Linked DNA regions of Ovis aries: region 1 is linked to region 2. Evidence: chromatin contacts called from public Hi-C data. All regions are on one chromosome and are shown on one strand. Each heading gives the region's core, a stretch centred on a gene start, on an enhancer-like site or on the middle of the called end of the contact. The rest is flanking DNA. Distances are from core to core; before and after follow the strand shown.

What was found. A called contact is a pair of places that touch in the nucleus more often than the background predicts.
Region 1: a contact with region 2 is called in a Hi-C map of tail adipose tissue, with 5 times the contacts expected there. The contact joins two enhancer-like sites. A contact is called at or near these places in 7 of 16 Hi-C or Micro-C datasets (hypothalamus, liver, mesenteric adipose tissue and 3 more).

Annotation. Positions count from the first base shown.
Region 1 is chr22:32,376,815-32,381,407 of ARS-UI_Ramb_v3.0, reverse strand. It overlaps LOC101117809 (guanylate cyclase 2G-like), which reads left to right. Exons shown (of 18, transcript XM_042239085.2): 10 at 585-774; 11 at 2,178-2,303; 12 at 3,587-3,779. Among named protein-coding and RNA genes, the nearest start is that of TECTB, 31 kb to the right of the region's middle. Within about 2 kb of position 2,582, at least 3 of the 54 cell types and tissues checked have an H3K27ac peak or open chromatin away from gene starts, as enhancers often do.
Region 2 is chr22:32,218,089-32,222,303 of ARS-UI_Ramb_v3.0, reverse strand. GPAM (glycerol-3-phosphate acyltransferase, mitochondrial) reads left to right here. Exons shown (of 21, transcript XM_012102928.5): 21 at 1-2,400. Among named protein-coding and RNA genes, the nearest start is that of GPAM, 68 kb to the left of the region's middle. Within about 2 kb of position 2,878, at least 3 of the 54 cell types and tissues checked have an H3K27ac peak or open chromatin away from gene starts, as enhancers often do.

The sequences.
Region 1 (4,593 bases), core at 1,333-3,832, 160 kb before region 2:
CTTGTCAGACTGGCTTCTTACACTTAGTAAAAAATTTAAGATTCATTCATTTTGTCACACCTACAGGGTTTTTATAACAAAAACATGTACATCGTTATCAAATATTATTTCCTCTACAAACCAGAATGTTTAATAAAAGTCTGTAGATGCTAATGAGGAAGTGAAAGAAAGTAGGTTTACATAGTTGGACACAGAGGCAGAACATACTAGTTACAATTTATTGTTTGTTAAAATAACTTTTATGAAAAATTTTACTGGTAATGCAAATTTCATAAAGCACACTTAGAGTGTTTCTAGTACCAAACGCATATATACTCCTGAAATCACGGGGAGATATCCTTCATTTCAAGAAAAGTTTTATTAGAAAAAAAATCAGGTTAATAAGGGTATACATTAGGAGTCCTCATTTTCCAGGAGAATTCTAATATTTCCTGTAAAATATTCAGATTTCTTTGAAATTTTAACCTGTTTGATTTGCTTAAAAACTGAATTTGTAAATTTGAAAACACCTCTGTTTAAAGTGAAGTGTCCTCAATGGCCCAAAGTTCAGGCATTGAGCTACCTAAACTCCAAATGGATTTCAGAAATCATCCACCGAATCAAGGACCCTACGGCCTCCGAGCCACATCGACCTTCCCTATCGGAGGAGGAGGGAAATGAAATTACGGTGGTCATGGTGAAGGCATGCTGGGATGAATCTCCAGAGAAAAGGCCCACTTTCTGTTCCATCAAGGTTTTACAGGAAGCCTGTCCGGAGGGTGAGTTAGGTGTGTAGCAGAGGTTCTCTCCTAATTATTGAACCATCAGAATTTTAAAGCTCCGTGACTATGACTGATTCTGTGTGCCTCCCTCCCTCCCTCCCTTCCTTTTCTTCCTCCATCATATACTCATTCAGTGCCCATCATATACAAAGCGCTGTGCCACGTGCTGGCTGAAGTCTAGTGGCAGATCCGCCCTTTATTCCATAAACGACATAAACAAGGATCAGACTTTCATTGCCCTCCTTTGTCCACCCCAGATACTGCTTATCAATCAAGACTCTCCTTCCCAAGGAGTTCTGATATGACCTCAGAATCTTTTTCAAGCCAGCATTCCAGGGGGTTATGACTCATTCACTGGGACTAGATGGTAGGATAAAAAAAAAACTATTCACCGAACTTAGAGTAGGTTATCGACTTTAATTATTCATGCCTCTTGAATAGTTTTCTCAGTAGTGGCTTCACATGAGGGTCACTGTGTCATCTTTTGGCTCGTTGAATGTCAGAAGGTACAGCCTTTGAGAAGTAGCTGGAGTTGATAGATGCCCGGGTAGGAGTCGGGCATTTACTCCTAATTTGGCCATTCCACTGTACGTTCTTAACAGAACAGCCCTGTGTTCTGCATTCTCCATATCAAAATAGTTTGAAATAGTAGGTTTCAGGTCAGTGAATACTTTTTACTTAGGAAATAGGGTCGTCAATGTTAAGGTAAGTGTATTTCCTATAAGAGCCTCAGTCTCCTCATGTGAAAGATGAAAAATTTATTTGATTACTCTGAAGATGCCTCTAAAACAAGAGCCTAAAATAAATAAATTTATATTTTAAAAAGTAAAATAAAAAAATAAAATCATTCCTATGCACCTCAAAAAATAAATAAATAAATAAAACAAGAGCCTATGGGATCTAGAAATGCCCCTGATATCTGTCACCAGAAAAGAAAACGTCTGGTATTGCCATCTGAAGAGAAAAGAACAACTCATCCTGAAACCTACATTTCTGCACGCCCGTGACAATGACATGAAACATGTAGGGAAGAGTGGTGTGGGGAGGGCAGTGAAAGCTGCTGTTTGTTCAGTGCCTGCTGAGTAGCAGACACAACCCTAGTACTCACTGCCTCCCTGAATTTTCTGAAGGACCCTGTGAAGTATGTATTATTATCCTCATGTCTCAGATGAAGAAACTGAGGCTGGAAAGAAGCAGGCAGTTCAAGATCACAGGGCTGGTAAAGGACAGACTGTCCTGCCACGTGCCTATGGCCACTGGCTTTTCACTGCTGTCCATTGGCAGCCCTTGAGGATGAAAGCTTAAGGGCAAGACCTGCTGTCTCGGAATGTATACTTGGATGCTGTGTTCCACTGTGGCCCTAAAGTTCTTGGACAAAGAACTCTGGGTTCTTTTAAAGCTGCGTGAGTGTACTAGAGACAGTGTGGTAAGCAAGATGGAAGTGTACGCCAATCACCTGGAGGAGGTGGTGGGAGAGAGGACTGACCAGCTGCTGGCCGAGAAGAGGAAAATGGATCAGCTTTAGTCCACAATACTGCCCAGGTATTCTAAAGTTCCGGGGGCCTTGACAAAAGAACCAGCAAGCAACACCATTGCTATTTAAGGAGGTCCCACATGGAGAGACAATTTCCTTTGTTCTTTTCTTAAGAGACTGTTAGGCTCTTCTAAAATGGGTCAAGCATTCTGTGTGTAATTTGGTACATTTTGTAAAGGGAGACAGAAGCAAATGCCCTCTAATCCACAGGAATTACAGAATATAGATCTGTAAAAGATGGAATATAGTGAGTGCAGCAATAGGAGGATACCACTAGATGGCGCTCTGGCTTCATGAGTCCGATGAGGCTGCTGCTGCTGCTAAGTCGCTTCAGTCGTGTCCGGCTCTGTGCGACCCCATAGACCGCAGCCCACCAGGCTCCCCCGTCCCTGGGATTCTCCAGGCAAGTGTGCTGGAGTGGGTTGCCATTTCCTTCTCCAATGCATGAAAGTGAAAAGTGAAAGTGAAGTCGCTCAGTCGTGTCCGACCCTTCCCGACCCCATGGACTGCAGCCCACCAGGCTCCCCCGTCCCTGGGATTCTCCAGGCAGGAGTACTGGAGTGGGTTCCATCGCCTTCTCCGCATGAGTCCGATACTCTCGGTCTATTCAGATTATTGTTCAGTCGCTGAGTCGTGTCCCACTGTTTGGGACGCCTGGGACTGCAGCACACCAGGCTTCCCTGTTCTTCACTATCAGATTATTTATATTATACGTCTGTCCAGATACTTTGCACAATACGCACTACTAACTTCAGATTCAAAACTTGGCTTCGCTTTTGGCTCTGTTATCACCTGGGCACTCTCTGAACACTCGACAGAGCATCTGCTGTTAAAATTCCTGTACCCTTCCCTGTGTCTTGACAAAAAAAGGGGGTTGGCGATTTGAATGTGTTGATGTGAGATTGGTTGACAGAAGCAAAAATGTTAATTAATGAATTGATGAGTGTTTACAATTGTTTCCACATCTGCAGGCTGAGTCTTTCTAATCAACTCTATAACCAGTAGGGGAAAATGCAGTTCCCTCAGGGAGAAAATCTTTTTGAAAAGGCATTTATGTGACCTGCTTCTCACCCCTCCCCGAATTTATACCTACCAATTAAAAAATCTCTTTAGAGAAAATGCAGGCTGGGAGATGGGTGTCAGAAAATTCCCTCTAGATGATGGATTCTTGTTAACCAAAAATCCAATGCACTGAAGCAAAAAAGGTCTACCAAGGGAGACTTTGTAGGGATGTGTAGGAGGCAATATAAATAAGATACTATTGGAAAACATCCTTATTCTCTGTTTTCAGCTTCACTGGAGAACAGCTTATAGCAGGAAGGTCCGTGGAACCAGAGCATTTTGAGTCCGTGACAATCTTTTTCTCTGACATTGTTGGATTCACAAAACTCTGCTCTCTCAGCTTCCCCCTGCAAGTTGTGAAGCTCCTTAATGAGCCGTACAGTTTATTTGATCACATCATTAAAACCTGTGACGTGTATAAGGTGAGACACCCGGTTTCCTGGGTCATGGGGGCACACATGACCCTTGTAGCTGTCCCCCCGGGCAAAAATGAAGATGAATTCAGACCAAGACATCAGTCAGGAAGAAGGCTCTATCTCAATTCATGGCAGAAACTCAATATTTGATTCTTGTTTGTTTTCTTGGAAAAGGGCTTGATTCATCACAGATGTAGGTGCTTGTCAAGAATCATCAGCTGTTCCCTCTGTTTCCTTCCATTATTTTATCTCACAGTAAACACATTTCTCAAACAGGCATTGACCTTCTACTGGCTAATTCCTCCAGTTCCCTCCTGAATATTTCTTTTTCATATTCAGAGAGGCTCACATTTACTCTCCTTTAAAGACTGTCTTTGAATCCGGTGTGTCTCACTTCTATTACTGTGATCCTTAGCAATTCAAGCTTAGATTATCAGACTCATGACTAAAGGTTAGATAGCAACTACCTGACTAGTACTATTACTCTGGAGATGTATGAACAAGGTCACCTAGAATGAAAGATGAGTTTTGCAGGGGAAGAGAACAAGAGCTGGCGGTTTGACTTCATTCATTAATGACAAGGCCACTTTATATGTTTTCTGGTGGGGCCAGATGATGACTCCAGGATGCCCATGTTCACACGCACCAGGTGGGCAGCCACAAGCTCATCAGCTCTGACCTCTTATGGCAGGGCTCTCTGCCTATGGTCCTGGATCAGGAAGGGGCAATGTAATCACGTCCTCTGGCAACACATCCTCAGTGGTATTCCCCCAAAGTTCCCCAGCGATGTAGCCCCAATTCAAGAGTGGATAGAAAGATA
Region 2 (4,215 bases), core at 1,629-4,128:
AGGTACTGAGAATTAAAGTTTGTACTTTTATCAGCTTGGATTTTAAACACTAATAATGTCTTGTGAGTATTCTGTGTGTGTTGGGAGAGGGAAAAATACTGATTGGTATTCACATTGTATGAAATTTTTGAAACTCGGAGCAATAATGCCATGCTGTTGTGATTTTCTTCCATTCTTCTCAAATTCCGCATTTAAAACACGTTTTCTTTATAGGAGCTCACATCCCATTAAGCCGTTGTCAGTGTTGCAGCGGCTCTGATGTGGAGTGGCACCTTCACTGTGTTAACATTCCATTTTATGTCCTAAGTAGGACTGAGCGCTGTCTGTGTTTTGGGGAACAGCCAGGGAAGCTTATTTATCCCCTTGTGTGTTCCTTGTCTAGGTAAGCAAACGTTTCACTAGTCTTTTCTACTCGTCCGTGAAATTATAGACCAAGGGTTACTCAGACTGTCTAAGTCAAGGTTGGGACTGACCTCTCTGTGGACTCTGCTGCCCCGCCTGTGACTTCCGCTAAGAGCTGCTGCTTCGCCAGCCTGAGCAGGGAGCAGTGGCTTCTCTGGCTCTATTTGCCCTTTCAGTTGGTTTGTTTTCTAGAAATCTACTCAGATGCTTTGGGGAATGCAATGTATGATTTGCTAGCTCTCTCACCACTTAACTCACTGTGAGAATAAATATGCATGCTTTCTGTAATTAACTGGTGCTTTGAAAACCTTTTTTAAGGAAGACAAATCTCAACCAAAGTTCTGCTCATCCAGACAAGCTCACCCTCACGTTAATTTTAGCACAGCTCATTCTTTCGTGCCTCGTTACTGAACAAATATCCATCATCCCGATAAGGCTTCCAGATACCACTGTTTTGCTAAAAGATTTATTCTCCTTGTTTTCCAAAAGTGAATGGCTTTCACATAAGATTAAACGAACTAGGTGCTTGTAAATAATTTATTACCGTTTCCTGCATTTCTATAATACTGAAATGCATGCCCTCCAGGGGAAGACAGACTGTGAGTTGAGTTTAAAAGCAAACCAAAAGCCCCAATAATAAGCAATATGGAGCTACACTCTTTCAAAATGAGAAAGTCCTAAGAAATTCAAAAGAGAAGAAGGCACTTTTGCTCCTAAGAGAAAAGGAAGGAAGTAGCGTGAGGTGTGTAGAACTCGTGACAGAGAAAGGGCTACGAGTCTGCGCAGCCTCATGAAGTCACAGGGCGAGTGGGGAAAACGCATCAGGGACCGCAGTGAATGTAAACTCCGATTGTGGAATTTCCAGTCTGAGGAGCAAACCATTTCCCAGAGTTCTGCGTGTGTATGAGTGCTCTGTGAGATGTTCTTAGGTGTTTTATAGAAAAAGTGTTGCTGGTAAAATTAATTTGCACATGAAGCCTCATTCCTAGAAACTCACAGTGCGCTTTAGCACAGTAAGGGCTCAGGGCCTGCCGGTACCAAGCCTGTATTAACCCAGCATTTCCCAATCTGTGCGACCCCAGAGCCTTTTTCCCCTTTGGAACACCCCTATGGACCTCTCCGGAGGTTCACAGAAAACATTTTGGGAAACACTATGTTATGTATTTCTGTAAGAGGACAAGGCAGTAACTGCCTGGTGGCACAGAGGCATGTCTGCATGGATTTCGTATGCTCAAACATTGTGTTTAATGGATGTATACGTCCTCCCCTGGAGACAATAAGCACAGAAAACTATCGTATAGGTGGTCAGAGCTCTTTGATGAAAGATCAGCCCTCAATGTGTCTGGGTTTTTAACTGAAAGGAGCAAAATTAACACTAGGATTAATTAGGGTAAAAAAATTAAGATTTTAAGTCAGACCTAAGCAGAAGATTTTGCACAATCAAATGCAGCTTTTTATCCACAAATAGTTCTAGTGTTTAGAAATGATAGGACCCACCACTGAGGTTTATAAGACTTAATTTGGATGTAAATGTTTTTTAAACCACTCTTTTTAGGAACTTGAGACTTGGCATCCGGCATTTCAGTTTAATACAAAAATGATGGCATTTGAAAGAAACTTTTGACTTTATTTCTAAACATCTAAAGTTCTGAGATGCCTTGATGGAAGGTGTTAAACTGTTTGCCTGTTGTACAAAGAAATGTTAGATTGTTGTAAAAAGGTTGATTATGAAGTACCATAAAATAGCATGGTGTGATGCTGTGAATGAACTGATTTGGAAATGTGGATTGAATTTTACGCCTGTTAATATACTGTAAGAAGCACAGAGGTGTAGCTTTGTTTTAATAAACCAAAAAGTGAATATATTCTTCATGTTTTGTATCTGTCGTTAAAAGTTCCCTACATAATTCGTTATACAAACACTTCTTGTTTCACTTCACATAGACCATGATTAAAATGCTTATAGGAAACAATCTTAAATAAATTTGTGAACCTGCAGTGCATGAGTTTATTATTGAGCCAGAGCTCTTCGAATTTGATCAAGCATTTGGGTTTGTAAATATCTACAGCTTAGCTACTGCCCTTCTCAGTAAATATTCACATCACAGAAATATTCTTTGGGTTTCTGTGACTATTCCTTTAAACATGGTGCTTCTGTCCTTCTAATATGTTTAAGTTTATAAAAGTATGAAGTTTTTCCCACTAGTTCATAATAGTTGCTCAAAATAGTTTACTTTTTTGACAAATAGGACAAGTTCTTTATTGGAGCGCTGTTTTCAGTGGATGCTTTGGATTGCTCAGATGCAGCCTTCTGTCAACAGTGTGCCCCCTGGAAAGGGTGTTCAGTGGGTGCCTGGCGACACCATCCATGCCCTTGGGGTGCATGACAGCACATGATGGAGCTGTGAACCCGAGCAACACCCAGGGCCATCCCATCTGTTCTGTGCCAGCCCCTCTGTCTGAACTTTGTACTTTGGCCCCTTTGGTCTCCTCTGGGGTGTTGTTGCCATGACTTTGCCCTCACCCTTGGGTGTACTTGTTCTTTCCTTTGCATTAGCAACTTTCTTTTTGCTGCCAAATATGGCCTTCACTTGATCAAAGCAAAATGCCTCCTTTTACAGCCACTTGTTGTTTTTAACTGGATATTAATTTTGAAGCCTGGTCTTTTCATGTTTAGTCCAGTATTCACTGATTTTAGTCCTGTTTATTCCCTTTTTAAACACCTTACCGTCTGTCTGGTACACACACAGCTAGTAAAATTCTAACCTCCAAATACAAAGCATTGTGTTGTCCACAGCACCTGGGATGTCCACAGGATGGCCATTATTAGCCATCTCTGTAGATGCCAGCAGAGCTCCTGCACTTTGTGACTTGTACCAGAAAGCTTGGCATCTGGATGGTTCTCAGCCCTCAATCTAGGAAAAGGAAGACTTGTCAAAGTTGTGTTCTGTGTGTGGGTTTTATATGGCCTTTCAGATCAGTTTTTATTCTTTTTAAAGAAAAGGAATATAGCAGAAAGAGCATGGGGCCTGGGGAACAGAATTTAAAGGATTGACTGGCTCTCTTGGCGCATGCTGGAAGCCTCTGAGCTAGTCACCTCACCCCAGTGAATTTGGGTGTCCTCTGTGTTGTATGGGGACACCTGGATTTTGATGAAGTGAGGTGGAATGAATGCAGAAGTGTTTTGTAAACTTAAAAGTGTTGCAACTGTGTGGTATTTGTTTTCTCCCGTTCGTATTTAGGGTTTCCCTGGTGGGTCAGATGGTGAAGAATTGATCTGCAAAGCAGGAGACCTGGATTCAATCCCTGGGTGGGGAACATCCCCTGGAGGAGAGCATGGCAACCCACTCCAGTGTTCCTACCTGGAGAATCCCATGGACAAAGGAGCCTGGCAGGCTACATTCCATGGGGTCGCAAAGAGTCAGCCAAGACTAAGTGACTAACACTTTCACCTTCATTTTCATTTCATATTTAGGAAAGAAAATTTAGCTCTGAAAGGGAACTTGGAAGTCACCTAGTATTCGGCACTCATGTTTTACAGAAGAGAATACCACTGGTGCTCACGTAGTAAGTGACGACAGAATCTAGAACAGAAGCAGCATTGTTTGACACTTCAGTCCTATAACCACCAACCAAATGAAAAAGCACAAGAAAATAAAATGATCAAGTCCCATCCAGTGAAGCAGGACAATCCTTGTGTTTGGTGTGGAACTTGGCAAATTACATAAGGATGTGAAAATGGAAGGAAGTTAATTGGCTCCCGCAAAACAATGTGTTGGGCATGCTGGTACCTGGGACTTACTTGTGGGTACA